Regions from separate parts of the Zea mays genome. Here region 2 is linked to region 1. Evidence: chromatin contacts called from public Hi-C data. All regions are on one chromosome and are shown on one strand. The core of a region is the stretch at or near the end of the contact, and the rest is flanking DNA. Distances in the headings are between cores, read along the strand shown.

Region 1 (7,907 bases), core at 3,477-5,976:
ACCTTCATCGCCTCCTCAAGAAGACGTCATACGAGCTACTAACCGGTAACAAACCCAATATTTCGTATTTCCGAGTTTTTGGGAGTAAATGCTACATTCTAGTAAAGAAGAGTAGGAATTCCAAATTTGCTCCCAAAGCTGTAGAAGGGTTTTTGTTAGGTTACGACTCAAATACAAAGGCGTATAGAGTCTTCAACAAATCATCGGTTTTGGTTGAAGTCTCTAGCGACGTTGTATTTGATGAGACTAATGGCTCTCAAAGAGAGCAAGTTGAGCTTGATGATGTAGATGAGGAAGCTGTTCCAACGGACGCGATTCGTACCATGGCAATTGGAGACGTGCGACCGCAGGAACACAAGGAACAAGATCAACCTTCTTCCTCAACGACGGTGCAACCCCCAACCCAAGATGATGAACAGGTACCTCAAGAGGAGACGTGTGATCAAGGGGGAGCACAAGATGTCCAAGTTGAAGAGGAAGAAGCACCACAGGCCCCTCCAACTCAAGTTCGAGCGATGATTCAAAGGAACCATCCCATCGACCAGATTTTAGGTGACATTAGCAAGGGAGTAACCACTCGCTCTAGATTAGTTAATTTTTGTGAGCATTACTCTTTTGTCTCTTCTATTGAGCCTTTCAGGGTAGAAGAGGCCTTGCTAGATCCGGACTGGGTGTTGGCCATGCAGGAAGAGCTCAACAACTTCAAGCGTAATGAAGTTTGGACACTGGTGTCGCGTCCTAAGCAAAATGTTGTGGGAACCAAGTGGGTGTTCCGCAACAAACAGGACGAGCACGGCGTGGTGACGAGGAACAAGGCTCGACTTGTGGCAAAAGGTTATGCCCAAGTCACAGGTTTGGACTTTGAGGAGACTTTTGCTCCTGTGGCTAGGCTAGAGTCAATTCGTATTTTGTTAGCCTATGCCGCTCACCATTCTTTCAGGTTGTTCCAAATGGACGTGAAGAGCGCTTTCCTCAACGGGCCAATCAAGGAGGAGGTGTACGTAGAGCAACCCCCTGGCTTTAAGGACGAACGGTACCCCGACCACGTATGTAAGCTTTCTAAGGCGCTCTATGGACTTAAGCAAGCCCCAAGAGCATGGTATGAATGCCTTAGAGACTTTTTAATTGCTAATGCTTTCAAGGTTGGGAAAGCCGATCCAACTCTTTTTACTAAGACATGTGATGGTGACTTATTTGTGTGCCAAATTTATGTCGATGACATAATATTTGGCTCTACTAACCAAAAGTCCTGTGAAGAGTTTAGCAGGGTGATGACTCAAAAATTTGAGATGTCGATGATGGGCGAGTTGAACTACTTCCTCGGGTTCCAAGTAAAGCAACTCAAGGATGACACCTTCATCTCCCAAACGAAGTACACGCAAGACTTGCTAAAGCGGTTTGGGATGAAGGACGCCAAGCCCGCAAAGACTCCAATGGGAACCGACGGACATGTCGACTTCAACAAAGGAGGTAAGTCCGTTGATCAAAAAGCATACCGGTCTATGATAGGGTCTTTACTTTATTTATGTGCTAGTAGACCGGATATAATGCTAAGTGTATGCATGTGTGCTAGATTTCAATCCGATCCAAGGGAGTGCCACTTAGTGGCCGTTAAGCGAATTTTGAGATACTTAGTCGCTACGCCTTGCTTCGGGATCCGGTATCCAAAGGGGTCTACCTTTGACTTGATTGGATATTCAGACTCCGACTATGCTGGATGTAAGGTTGATAGGAAGAGTACATCGGGGACGTGCCAATTCTTAGGAAGGTCCCTGATGTCGTTGAGTTCTAAGAAACAAACCTCCATTGCCCTATCCACCGCTGAGGCCGAGTTGCAGCAGGACAGTGTTGCGCGCAACTACTTTGGATGAGGCAAACCCTCCGGGACTTTGGCTACAATCTGAGCAAAGTCCCACTCCTATGTGACAATGAGAGTGCTATCCGCATGGCGGACAATCATGTTGAACACAGTCGCACAAAGCACATTGACATCCGGCATCACTTTTTGAGAGACCACCAGCAAAAGGGAGATATCGAAGTGTTTTATGTTAACACCGAGAACCAGCTAGCTGATATGTTTACCAAGCCTTTAGATGAAAAAACCTTTTGCAGGCTGCGTAGTGAGCTAAATGTCTTAGATTCGCGGAACTTGGATTGATTTGTAGCATACATGTGTTTATGCCTTTGATCATGTTCCTTATGCATTTTGTTGTTTATTTATGGTGCTCAAGTTGTACTCATTATCCCTGGACCTCACAAGTCCAATTGCAAGTGATGCACTTATTTAGGGGGAGGCATGCTACAACTTGACCCTTTGAGACTAACCGTGTGCTTGAGTTTACTTGATTTAGTCTCAAAGGTAGATTGAAAGGGAAAGGTGAACTTGGACCATGCAAGACTTCCACTGCACTCCGATGAGAGGGTAACTCACTCCAAGTTCGTCTTCATATTCTTATTGCCTTTTTACTCTTAGTTGAAGATTTTGGTGAGGCAATGGGGTTTAAGGGCCAAGATTGATCCCGTTTTGGTGCTTGATGCCAAAGGGGGAGAAAATAAAAAATAAGGCCAAAGCAAGAAATGGATCAGCTACCACTTGAGAATATTGAAAATAGTAGAGTAGAGTACTCTTATTGTCTCTTAGTGCTAAAAGTCTGTCTCTTGTGGGGAGAATGCTTGATTATGGGAAAATGGGGAGTTTTTGAATCTTTGATCAATTTCTCTTGGAATACCTCTCTTTATGGTGAATTTGACTTAGAGATAGGATATTGAGTTTGATTTGCAAAAACAAACCAAGTGGTGGCAAAGAATGATCCAAATATGCCAAATTTGAATCGAAATCATTTCTTGTTCGAAATTGCATTGATATTGCACTTCTTTTAGTTGCTTTATGTTGTGTTGGCATAAATCACCAAAAAGGGGGAGATTGAAAGGGAAATGTGCCCTTGGGTCATTTCTAAGTATTTTGGTGATTTAGTGTCCAACACAAGTGCTTAAGTGTTAAACTATGCCAAATGGTGGACAAAGTGCAAATCAATACAAAGGTATGATTCTAGACTTAGTACATTGGTTTTTGTGTACTAACAAATTTGTCTAAGTGCTAGAATCAGAGAAAATACAATTGGAAAAACTTGGCTCGAAGCAGCCAAAAGTCTGCTCAGTCTGGGTGCACCGGACTGTTCGGTGGTGCACCAGACAGTGTCCGGTGCGCCAGGCTGGCTCTGGTGGAAAGGCCGTCCTCGGGAATCGTCGGCGGCGTACGGCTAAAATTCACCGGACTGTCCGGTGTACACCGGACTGTCCGGTGAGCCAACCGTCGACCGCGCAATCCGCGCGTGACGCGTGACCAAGCCAACAGTCAGAAGGGGGCACCGGACTGTCCGGTGTGCACCGGACAGGGGACAATTTGTTTTTCAAAACAAACTAGTGTATGCTCCTACTCTGTTAGCTGTACTTAACATTGTTAAGTGTTGATAAAAATACAAGAGATAATTGCGCCAATGCCCCTGTTTTAGCGCAATTGTATTTTACTATATTTTTAGACTTACATGTTTTATGACAATTCAAATTAATCCCACAACGTTTCAAATTATTTTAACAACAATTCAAACTATTTGCAACAATTTAAATTATTTTTAAAGATTTAAAAATATTGACAAATTATTCCATCAACATTTTAAATTATTTTGCCTCATCACACTAATTTAATTAGTTAGATATTTTTTAACTTTGAAAATAATAATTTGAATTGTCATAAAAGCGGACAAAGTCTAAAAAAAGCGGTAAAACTATAGTTACACAACAAAACAGTGACAATGGCGCAATTGTTTCTTGTCTTCTTTATCATGACTTAACACTGTTAAGTATAACCAACGGAGTATGGGCATACATCGTTTTATTTTGAAAAACAGGGGCAAACGCGCAAAGTTTTAAAAAGGGGGTAATTCTACAGTTACACCCTAAAACAGGGACACCATCACAATTGTTCCTTGTTTTTTTAGTAAAGTTTTGTTCATGTCACAGCTGATGTATGAATATCAATTGTAAGTACTAAACATAGTATAATTACAAAACTAATTACACAAACAAAGACTAAATTGTAAGACGAACCTGTTAAGTCTAATTAATTCATGATTAACAAATGTTTACTGTAATATCATGTTACCGAATCATAAACTAATCAGATTTAATATGTTTTCCTTATTATGTGTGTAATTAGTTTTATAATTATATTATATTTAATATTTGAAATGTGACAATACTAAAGCTAAGCCTCTTAAGCCCAACAATCCACATATTTTAGATTTAAAATTTGAAAACAGACGTATCGGCTAGAAGAGCCCTGTCACTGTCAGCTAATCAATTACAAGAAGTGGCCCATACTAGTTCCATCACCAGTCCAGTAGTCCACCACCCCACCCTACAGCTGGGTCATCTGGCACGGGTGGAGGGGCCAACGGCCGAAAGCGCCGCGCACTTCCGGCGGGCACCCTCGCGGAGTCGCGGGTGACAGCGAAATTTCAAATCCATACCCTCCCGCTGCAGACGGGTCCCACGCCGTCAAAATTTGGACGCTCCCGCTCCCTCGATCTTTTGGGTTTCGTTTTCCCAGTTCCCACCCTCTCTTCCACCCTGCCCTGTTTCCAGATTTGACCGATCCCCTTCGATTCGATTTCTACACCTCCAGAGCACTCACTCTCCTGGCAAACCCCTTCGTCTCCCAACCCTAGAGAGCAGCAGCAGCTACCGCAGCCCCTGCCATGGCGCCGAGCTCCCCGTCACCCGCCGCGCCCACACGCGTCTCTGGGCGGAAGCGCGCCGCCAAGGCCGAGGAGATCCACCAGAACAAGGAGGAGGAGGAGGAGGAGGAGGAGGTCGTGGCGGCGTCCTCCGCCAAGCGCAGCCGCAAGGCGGCATCTTCTGGGAAGAAGCCCAAGTCGCCCCCCAAGCAGGCCAAGCCGGGGAGGAAGAAGAAGGGGGATGCCGAGATGAAGGAGCCCGTGGAGGACGACGTGTGCGCCGAGGAGCCCGACGAGGAGGAGTTGGCCATGGGCGAGGAGGAGGCCGAGGAGCAGGCCATGCGGGAGGAGGTGGTTGCGGTCGCGGCGGGGTCACCCGGGAAGAAGAGGGTGGGGAGAAGGAACGCCGCCGCCGCCGCCGGCGACCACGAGCCGGAGTTCATCGGCAGCCCTGTTGCCGCGGACGAGGCGCGCAGCAACTGGCCCAAGCGCTACGGCCGCAGCACTGCCGCAAAGAAGTACAGTTTTTCTCCCAGCTCTGGTTTTGATTTGACCAGATTTTTGCTCCATGTCTATTAGTACTTGTGAGCCGAGCAATCTGCTATTTGCTGATTTATTGTGCGTGCAGACCGGATGAGGAGGAAGAGCTCAAGGCCAGATGTCACTACCGGAGCGCTAAGGTGGACAACGTCGTCTACTGCCTTGGGGATGACGTCTATGTCAAGGTCCTTGTTCATCGCTTTCTGTTGCTTCTGCTCTCATTTATGATGTGCATATGTGTTTGTTAAGGAAGCAAGAATTGCTTGATTTTTGTTGCCGACTCGCATTTCCGTGACGAGTTCTGCGTATGGTCACCGGTACGTGGCACTGATACACAACGTGGTATGCTGGAAGTCTGGTAGTATATTTTGCATCGACCAGGAGGTCCAGATCGATATGTGCGGTATAGTGCTTATTTGATTGCACCCTGTTCGGAGATTCATGCATGATGGCGTGTTTAGATGACGCCTCCCAGACAGCTGCCTGCTAGGCAGCTGATTCTGGCCCAGGCGTCCGGAATGGTGAAGTTGCGCTGGCAAGATTCTCAGGCCACCTACCAAATATGCCCTGGAGCATATTGCATGCTTCTTTTTTTGTTCTCTTTCCTTCTATATTTATCTCATTGTTAGTGAAGTTTCACATTGCGCGTGTCATGGAATATTTACTTTCAAATCAACGAGGAGATGCTAGCATTGAGGTGTGTGATAATTATTACATACTAGAAGATATCGTGCATGTTGCCATTGGGATTGCGAAGAATGTGGAAATGATGTTGGTAGCTTGTATTAAGAGGTTAACAGTTAGTGGGATGACATGACTATTAGTTAGAGATGATGTGGATAGTAAGTGGGATATGATGTAGATGACTTGTGTGTTGAGACAGAACTATAACATGGAGTTGGAAATGGGAGCAGCATGGTCAAACATACCCTAAATGCCTGTCTCTACACAATGTGGTGATTGGTGTATAGTCTGGTGTTAAAAGCTGGATACTTTGATTCTGTTGAAGATTGTCACACCCGAATTTAAGGACAAATCTAGATACATCTCATATGTTCACCAGGATAGTGTATAGATACCAATGTCATAATCTTTATTACACGACGATAATGTCTTACAAAATATCTGGTGTTACAAGATGCACCTTTCAACATGTTTAATGCTGCAAACTGTTTTAATTAAACAGAATGCAGTGTTTTGAACAAAAAAATGCTGCTTTATCCTGCATCTTGTTTTGCATGTGTCAGCAATTGCTTACATTCCATTATGATCTCTGAGATTCTTTAAATTTCTAGCCTGATGAAAGTATTTACTAATTCAACTGAACACAAACATTGTTTGAATGAACAAGGCAACACGGATGCTTGGAATAATGGTTGTGTATAATATCACTTAGTGGTTTTGCTCTCACACCACATCTTTCATGGGTTCTATAATAATAGTTACTGACTTTAAGTTTCTTATTCCTTTTTGTCTATCTTAGGCTGGAGAAAACGAGGCAGATTACATTGGCCGCATTACTGAATTTTTTGAGGGGACTGACCAGTGTCACTATTTTACTTGCCGTTGGTTCTTCCGAGCAGAGGACACGGTGTGTATTTAGTATTTTGTCATTCTATGCATGTCAAGTGGCATAGCACTCACATTTGTCATGGCAGGTTATCAATTCTTTGGTGTCCATAAGTGTGGATGGCCACAAGCATGACCCTAGACGTGTTTTTCTTTCTGAGGAAAAGAACGACAATGTGCTTGATTGCATTATCTCCAAGGTCAAGATAGTCCATGTTGATCCAAATGTAAGTTTGCTGCAGTTTGCTGAGAGCTTTGTGGTTTTGCTATACACATAATGTTTCTGACTACCATTGTTTTGTTGCCTACTTGCCTTAGATGGATCCAAAAGCCAAGGCTCAGCTGATAGAGAGTTGCGACCTATACTATGACATGTCTTACTCTGTTGCATATTCTACATTTGCTAATATCTCGTCTGGTAATTCCTTCTGCATCATCTTTTTTGGTTGACTAGCTGAATGCAGTTAGCTTTGCCAAAGAGTTAAATACATGAGTTGTTCCTGCACTCGTCAAGGGATGTCAATAATGTCCACAAACTCTGAAAATGTATTTTTAGATACTTAACTTGTTAAGTCAGTAAAACCTGTCAGATACTTGGGTTTTGGGTACGATTACCATCCTTATGTGAGTAAAACTCGTCAAGGGATGTCAATGACGTGTTGATTGTGTATTAGATATTCTGTTTGTTCGAAAGCTAATCTACACAAACAGCTTATGTAATGTAAAACCTCAAACAAACTTGCCTCTTCATAAGCTTAGGTTTATAGGATTAGCGTTTAGTGCATGTAAGGCCTATTTGCTTCACGGCCTCCCTGCCGAGCTCCTGGCTAGACAGCCATCCTGGCCGTAGGTGCCCGAAATCGAACACCTGGGAGCCACGTTTGCACTGGCAGGTTTTCCTGGGTGCAAACCAAACACGCCTATAGTGTTCAAGTATAACTGAATTGGTGCTCACCTTTGTCTAATAGCTTAAGTTTTTGGTTTTCATCGGTGCATGCAACTCCATACTCAATAGTCAATATGATATAGTGTTCAAGCATAGAACTCTCGAGTTTGAATCCT
Region 2 (7,907 bases), core at 3,247-5,746, 150 kb before region 1:
CTTGCTTCTAGCCGAAGGCTTGTGGCACGTGTCCACGGGTCACGTGGCGGCACCGGGCCTCTATCCGAGCAGAGAGCGGAAACCAAGAGCGCATGTTAGTTTGAAGTCATAGCCCCCACTTGTCGAGGGTCTAGACGACATACACAAGGGCCCGGATCCCAACTACGGAGGCCCAGACTCATGGTAGTAATCCCTAAGCATTTTCATCCCTTGGACACATGGCGGGCCTTGGCACAGTAAGGGAGGGTACCCCAGTTACGGGATGGCGACAGTGCCCATGCAAAACAGACTTTTTCTTGGTTCATGTGCTCACGCACTCCCGAATCGCTCTGCATTCGAAGCTCTTAAGCGCAAGCATCTCTAGACATCCTTCGAGCATTTTAAAGGTACACTTGTAATTACCTATTACCAAAGAGGGAGAGATAAAATATCAAGCTTATAACATATGGTTCATATATCTTTATGCTTTAGATAGTTGCACGTTTACATCTACTTTTATATTCTTTCCTTAATCTACCTCTAATTACTAAGTAGATTAAATGAGAGGAGATCTCGTTACTTTAATTGTATTGCTCTGTTATGGTCTCCTACGAGAACTTTGAAAAGCTAACCGAACACATACTATACGACAACATATGCAAAGAGCAAAGAAGAAAAGGCGAACCAGGACCATGTCCAATTGTCCATGTGTTCGTACTCAACGCAAGCAACCGACGTGAGAGGAGTGAGGTTTAGTTTATCTAAAACTCTAGTCTACACTATATATTGTATTGTTTATAACATGAGGTTTAAATATGGTTTTGATAATGGATAAATCCCGGATAGGTCGTGTGTGCTTTGCTTTCCGCTGCCAGTACATTAGACAGGTCGAGACTCATAGACCCGACTGCTCAGTTCCTTAGTACGTGTTTACATGTAACCACGTGGGTATTTAGCCTTGGCACAGTAGGAGAGGGTACCCCAGTTACAGGGTGCCGACAGTGCCCATGCAAAACATACCTTTTCTCGTTTCATGTGCTCACGCACTCCCGAATCGCTCTGCATCCCTAAAGCGCTAGCATCTCTAGATATCATTCGACCATTTTAAAGGTACACTTGTAATTACGTGTTACCAAAGGGGGGAATAAAATATCAAGCTTATAACATACAGTTCATATATCTTTATGCTTTAGATAATTGCGCGTTTACATCTACCTTGATATTCTTCCCTTAATCTAACTCTTATTTCTAATAAGTAGATTAAATGAGAGGAGATCTAGTTACTTTAATTGTATTGCTCTGTTATGGTCTCCTACAGGAACCTTGTAAAGGTAACCGAACACATACTATACGACAACAGATGCAAAGAGCAAAGAAGAAAAGGCGAACCAGGACCATGTCCAATTGTCCATGTGTTCGTACTCAACGCAAGCAACCGACGTGAGAGGAGTGAGGTTTAGTTTATCTAAAACTCTAGTCTACACTATATATTGTATTGTTTATAACATGAGGTTTAAATATGGTTTTGATAATGGATAAATCTCGGATAGGCCGCGTGTGCTTTGCTTTCCGCTGCCAGTACATTAGACAGGTCCAGACTCATAGACACGGCTGCTCAGTTTCTTAGTATGTGTTTACATGTAACCACGTGGGTATTTAGCCTTGGCACAGTAGGAGAGGGTACCCCAGTTACGGGATGCCGACATTGCCCATGCAAAACAGACCTTTTCTCGTTTCATGTGCTCACGCACTCCCGAATCGCTTTGCATCCCTAAAGCGCTAGCATCTCTAGATATCATTCGACCATTTTAAAGGTACACTTGTAATTACGTGTTACCAAAGGGGGGAATAAAATATCAAGCTTATAACATACAGTTCATATATCTTTATGCTTTAGATAATTGCGCGTTTACATCTACCTTGATATTCTTCCCTTAATCTAACTCTTATTTCTAATAAGTAGATTAAATGAGAGGAGATCTAGTTACTTTAATTGTATTGCTCTGTTATGGTCTCCTACAGGAACCTTGTAAAGGTAACCGAACACATACTATACGACAACAGATGCAAAGAGCAAAGAAGAAAAGGCGAACCAGGACCATGTCCAATTGTCCATGTGTTCGTACTCAACGCAAGCAACCGACGTGAGAGGAGTGAGGTTTAGTTTATCTAAAACTCTAGTCTACACTATATATTGTATTGTTTATAACATGAGGTTTAAATATGGTTTTGATAATGGATAAATCTCGGATAGGCCGCGTGTGCTTTGCTTTCCGCTGCCAGTACATTAGACAGGTCCAGACTCATAGACACGGCTGCTCAGTTTCTTAGTATGTGTTTACATGTAACCACGTGGGTATTTAGCCTTGGCACAGTAGAAGAGGGTACCCCAGTTACGGGATGCCGACATTGCCCATGCAAAACAGACCTTTTCTCGTTTCATGTGCTCACGCACTCCCGAATCACTCTGCATTCGAAGCTCTAAAGCGCTAGCATCTCTAGATGTCCTTCGAGCATTTAAAGGTACACTTGTAATTACCTGTTACCAAAGGGGGGGGGAAATAAAATATCAAGCTTATAACATACAATTCATATATCTTTATGCTTTAGATAATTGCGCGTTTACATCTACCTTGATATTATTCCCTTAATCTAACTCTTATTTCTAAGTAGATTAAATAAGAGGAGATCTAGTTACTTTAATTGTGTTGCTCTGTTATGGTCTCCTACCGGAACCTTGAAAAGATAACCGAACACATACTATACGACAACAGATGCAAAGAGCAAAGAAGAAAAGGCGAACCAGGACCATGTCCAATTGTTCGTGTGTTCGTAACCAACGCAAACAACCGACGTGCGAGAAGTGAGGTTTAGTTTACTCAAAACACTGTTTTATATTGTATATTGTATTGTTTATAACATTAGGTTTAAATTTGATTTTGATAATAGGTAACCCGGCCCAGTACGGAGATAGCTAGTCTGGCGGATAGGGTTTCAGGCGGGGCACCCGACGGCACCGTCAGTGCAGAGTGCAGACTGGTGGGTCACTCTTACTGGGGAGAGGGGAGACCACTGACCACGGCCCTCGTGCTCGCTTTGCGACCTCACCTTTGACCTCAGGCTTTGGCATTTGGAAGTCAGAGGCCAGAGCCAACTGCACAGGGCAGAGGGCACGGGCAACCAGCAGCCCAGCGGGCATGCATGGCAGATGACACTGCCACTGGCCTCAACAGTGCCACGTCGCCTCCTATTGGCGGCTCCCTTTTTTTTTTCTCTCAGATCTCTCATCAGTGCTCTTTACTGCTGCTCTGTCAAGCAGGACAGCGGTGGCCGCAGTACTTTTGGTATCCAGGAACAGTACCCCCGCGGTCTTTTCCCAACGCGCTTCGAGGGTCCTCATGTGCTAGATTTGTTGCATTCGAATGGCACCATGGAAGAAGTAATTTGTCTGTATATCCGATTGTTGTTTGTTCTTGGCACTTCTCACCAGACTATGGCTTTTCTTTTCCTCCAGCTGCCTATATCTATATAGCTCAATGGTCCCTTCCTTTTCCCCTCTGTTTCTTTCTTTGATGTCATATTACTCAGCATACGTGCTACATCCCCTATCCAGCTTCCGTGTGACAGAAGATTGCTACTACACATATCAAGAATCATCGATCCATACAAGAAATCTCATTTCCTTATGCAATGGTTAAGGCTAGCAGCTATCTTATCTCGTCCTCTACTTCAAACTCCAACTGCAAACAGAAACGATGCTATCTACAGTATAAATACTTTATTTTACACGATCTGCGACAGACAGCTTAAATACATCCCTGCAAGCATTCATGTTACTAGCTCTGTAGTTTTGCCTAAAGTTTGTTGCACCACAGGAATCAAGTAGGATGACATCCTCCTAAGGCTACGTTTAGATACTCTAGTATTCACCTCAATACATATGAGTTCAGAAAGATTGTGTGTATTGGGATGAATATTAGAGCACCCATAACAAGCCCTAAACATGCATCCAGTGCAGCACCGACCGTGGGTCTGAGCCTACCTAGACAGGGCATTGCAGTTTGCAGACCAAACTAACAAAATTAGAGGATCTGAATCCAACAACCAGTGTGCAGATGTACACGTCCTTCAAACCATCTGATATGATATGGCATTTCTCGTTCCAGCAATTCAGGTGTACATCACAGAAGGTACTGGATTGGTTGAATCTGTACATGGTAACAAAACCAGCTGCGTGCGCTTGGCCTTTTGCACGCAAAGGGCAGGAATGAACAAAAATCAAATCCCTTGCTTGCCCCACTTAAACAAACAAAAAAACTGGAAATGAAGACAAAAATCAACAGCAACCAAGGTCTCCAACTTCCTCCCAGAAAGTCGTCGAACGTCGGACAGCACGGCGCGGCGACTCCCAGTCCCAGGATGAACTTGCAACCGAGGTGGTTCGGAGTGTCCAGCAAACCGTGTACTGGGTCGGCCCATTCTGGTATCCTATGTGTGGGCTTCAGGTCGAGCCCATCTAGATGATTGTAGTTCACACTTCAAAGAGCTCAGCCTTTGGCCCATGTCAATGTTGTTGCTACCCATGGTTGCTGCCCTTGATCGGCCTGACAGAGTGACAGCAAGGTTGGACTGCAGTAACGATGCTCAGCTGACACTAGACTCACCTTTTAGTCGCACGCAGAAATCATGTTTCTCCGTAACACGATTCTACAGCGACATGGCGAGCTCTTCGTCTTCCTCCGACGGATTGTTCAGGTTCGCAGTTTGCCTTAGATGGAGCATCCTGGTCATCACGCACAGGGGACATGCCCTGCCCACAAAGTTTGAGATGAACTGGCGCTCTTCCACATTGATCAAAGCTGCCTCCTCGCCTTCAGAGGCCGAAACGTCGTGCCGAGGCAGCTGCTAGCCTTCAAAGCAATTTAACATATACTAGTCCACAACACAGACAGCGAATACATATCAGACATGTGCATTATTACAACCTCAAACGGATAACGTCAGTTCTCCGATAAGTACTGACTAACTCAAACTGTTACAACCTCACACAGCAGACTTGATCAATTGTTCATCAGGTACTCCAGTACTCCACCAGGTCATTCCTCTTCTGCTCCTTAACAAAGAGAGTTAAGCTCATGATAAAATTGAAACGGGCCGAGTCGAGTCAAATTGAAGACCACGAGTCGAGTGAGCTCACAATTCACGAGTATTTTGTCCGGCCCTATCCATACAATGTGCCAAGATAGTCTAACGTTATGAGAATGCAAATAACAACTATTACTCACTTTATAGATCTCATTATACTCCCTCCGTTTTCAATGTTTTCAAAATGTAGTCATTTTAACTCTTGGTTTGTATGTCTATACTTAAATGGATGATAAAAAACCTAGACACATATATAAAACACATACATTATCTATTGTATGAATTTACTATTTTTCTAAAACGAATTTTATTTTGGGACAGGGGAGTATTATACTCGCATATGTGCTATATATCTCATGTCCAGCTTTCGTGTGAGAGAAGATTGCTATGTCCAGCTTTCGTGTGAGAGAAGATTGCTACTACACATACTTAGGCAGGCATTGCAGTTTGCAGACCAAAACAACAAACACTTGCTGCAAAATTAGAGGATCTGAATCCAACCACTGTGTACACGTCCTTCAAACCATCTGATAATAATATGACATTTCTCGTTCAAGCAATTCAGGTGTACATCAAAAGGCACAGGTAACGAAACATGCACTCTCCACACGAGCATATACAGCAAGCAGAGGCTTCATGTTTTGCGTCCATGGACTCCTGGTCTTTACAGAGAAGAAATGTACACGGAAAACTAGCTGTCCGCAGAACCAGTTGCGTGCACTTGGCCTTTTGCACGCAAAGGGTAGGAATGAACAAAAATCAAATTCCTTGCCCCACTTTACCCAAAAACTGAAAATGAAGACGAAAATCAACAACAAGAGAACAAAAGGGCTTCCAAGGTCTCCAACTTCCTCCCAGAAAGTCGTCGAACCATCACCATCAAGGCCAACAATCCTCTCAAACTTCTGCTGGCTACGCCCCCCTTCCAGCTACAAACTGATAACCGAATTTCGCTGGGAGCAATATTAACAGCGGGGGTTTTCCATGAGCTGATGATGGGCGCCAACAGAGTTCCACAGACTGAGCGCTAGTACCGCTTCCCGAGAAACACGCCGGCGAGTACGGACAGCAGGGCGACTCCCAGGATGAACTTGAAAGCCATGGTGCCAGAAGGTTCTTGTACTTCTTGCAGGGTCGGGCTCGGCGAGGCCTTGTCGGCAGCCTGAGTTCTGTCCTGCTGTTTGACCAAACTTGATAACGAGTCCAGGCTAAACTCACGGGATCTCGACTCCAAGACATCCGTTGCCTGTAAGGAGATTATACGGTTAGTTGATGTTAACAACAGAACAGAGGTAACTGATGAGATCTTATAGCCATGTGCCATGTTTATGCTTACCTGTTCGTCAGACTTGGAATAAGCTAGCTGCAGCTTCTGCTCAAGGTCCTGCACCTTCTTCTCCAATTCGACACTCTTGCTTACTTTATGTGTCAACTTGCTGAACTCTGTGGTGATCTCGGCAAGTTTATCTCTCTCTTCTGTGGCCTGTAAAACCCCAGAAAATTTCAGCACGAGAAAAACAGCTGCAAACTAGCAAATGCACCATGCAATTTTAATCAAATTGTAAATTCCAATAACACAGGGACCTGTGCTAACAAGAACCTAAAAATATGACAATTGCAAAAATCCATGTTATTTTAATATTCGCTGATTATCTATATGGTGATGTTTTTTCACTATTAAATATTTCTGCAAGGATGACGTTTACCTTCTGTTTGTAGTGTGCATCGGCTGATCTTAACTTCTGAGTAAGATCTTCGATTTGTTTCTCCAAGTCCGTGGCATACTGACGCTGAGATTTCAGCTCATTCAGTGAATGATTTTGATCCCCTTCCCATTGAACCTCCCTTAAAGAAACTTGTTCTTCCTGCCAATAGAAAAAATACCCACTTTAAAAATCCCAGTGATACCAGAAATACTGAAGTATCCGAGTAAAGCATCATGTATAGATTTTAGGGCCTGTTTGGTTCGTGGCTAACTACGCCACACTTTGCCTTAGGCAGAAAAGTTAGGCAAAGTGTGGCAAGTTAGGCAGGGAACCAAACATGCCCTTAGTATGTCATCTAGATGCCACAAAAACATTTCTATTTTACTCAGAACCTACAAGCATATCTCAATGATCTTTAGTACATAACCACAAGCTATATTAGTTCCAACAGGAAACTGGTGAATTAGCACAGAGACCAAAATGAAAAACTCAAATAAAAGCCACCTTTTGCTTATAATGGACCTCAGCTTCTTGGAGCTGTTGTTTAAGAGCTGCTACTTGTAGTTCCAGCTCCTCAGCACGCTGCTGCTCAGCTTCCAGACGATCCTCTGAATAAATCCTAAAAGTGTCCCACTTTATCTCTCTCAAAGAAGCTTGTTCTTCCTGAAAAAGAAAAAAAATGTCAAGACTGGCTCCAACATATTTTGAAGAGATAAATATCAGAATGATTTAATCCCATTGGCTCCTGAGTCAGACAATGTCAGGACTATTGAGCATGAGACAATGCAGAAGGTGCCCCTTCATTTCCATTATTATAACAAATTGAGATAAGTTAACAATTTACTGTTTCTCAACAACTGAAATAGATCTAGAAGGAAAACCAATACACATAAATTTCGTCTCTAAACAGTAGAAGGCTATATTTGTCCATTGTCTAAAAAAGAAGGAAGCTATATTTGACAATCCCTTATTTGCTTAGCAATGAGGCTTAAAAATAAGAGCAATACAATATTGGTAATATATTTAGTGACACCACTTTACCTGATTTACTATGGTATGGTAAGCACCATCCAGTTC

Evidence for each region. Hi-C and Micro-C count contacts between places; a contact is called where the count stands out from the background.
Region 2: a Hi-C map of tassel shows a contact between it and region 1, with 3 times the contacts expected there. The contact joins the enhancer-like site here to the promoter of met2 in region 1. A contact is called at or near these places in 7 of 25 Hi-C or Micro-C datasets (bundle sheath, ear, leaf and 2 more).

The regions. Positions count from the first base shown.
Region 1 is chr10:144,442,840-144,450,746 of Zm-B73-REFERENCE-NAM-5.0, reverse strand. met2 (DNA methyltransferase2) reads left to right here and starts at 4,726. Exons shown (of 20, transcript NM_001371784.1): 1 at 4,726-5,254; 2 at 5,365-5,461; 3 at 6,760-6,867; 4 at 6,935-7,072; 5 at 7,164-7,263. The coding sequence starts at 4,758.
Region 2 is chr10:144,590,645-144,598,551 of Zm-B73-REFERENCE-NAM-5.0, reverse strand. It overlaps the pseudogene LOC103642050. Among protein-coding and RNA genes, the nearest start is that of LOC103642051, 18 kb to the left of the region's middle. Within about 2 kb of position 4,496, at least 19 of the 20 cell types and tissues checked have an H3K27ac peak or open chromatin away from gene starts, as enhancers often do. A contact at or near this core is called in bundle sheath, ear, leaf and 2 more, where this site is marked.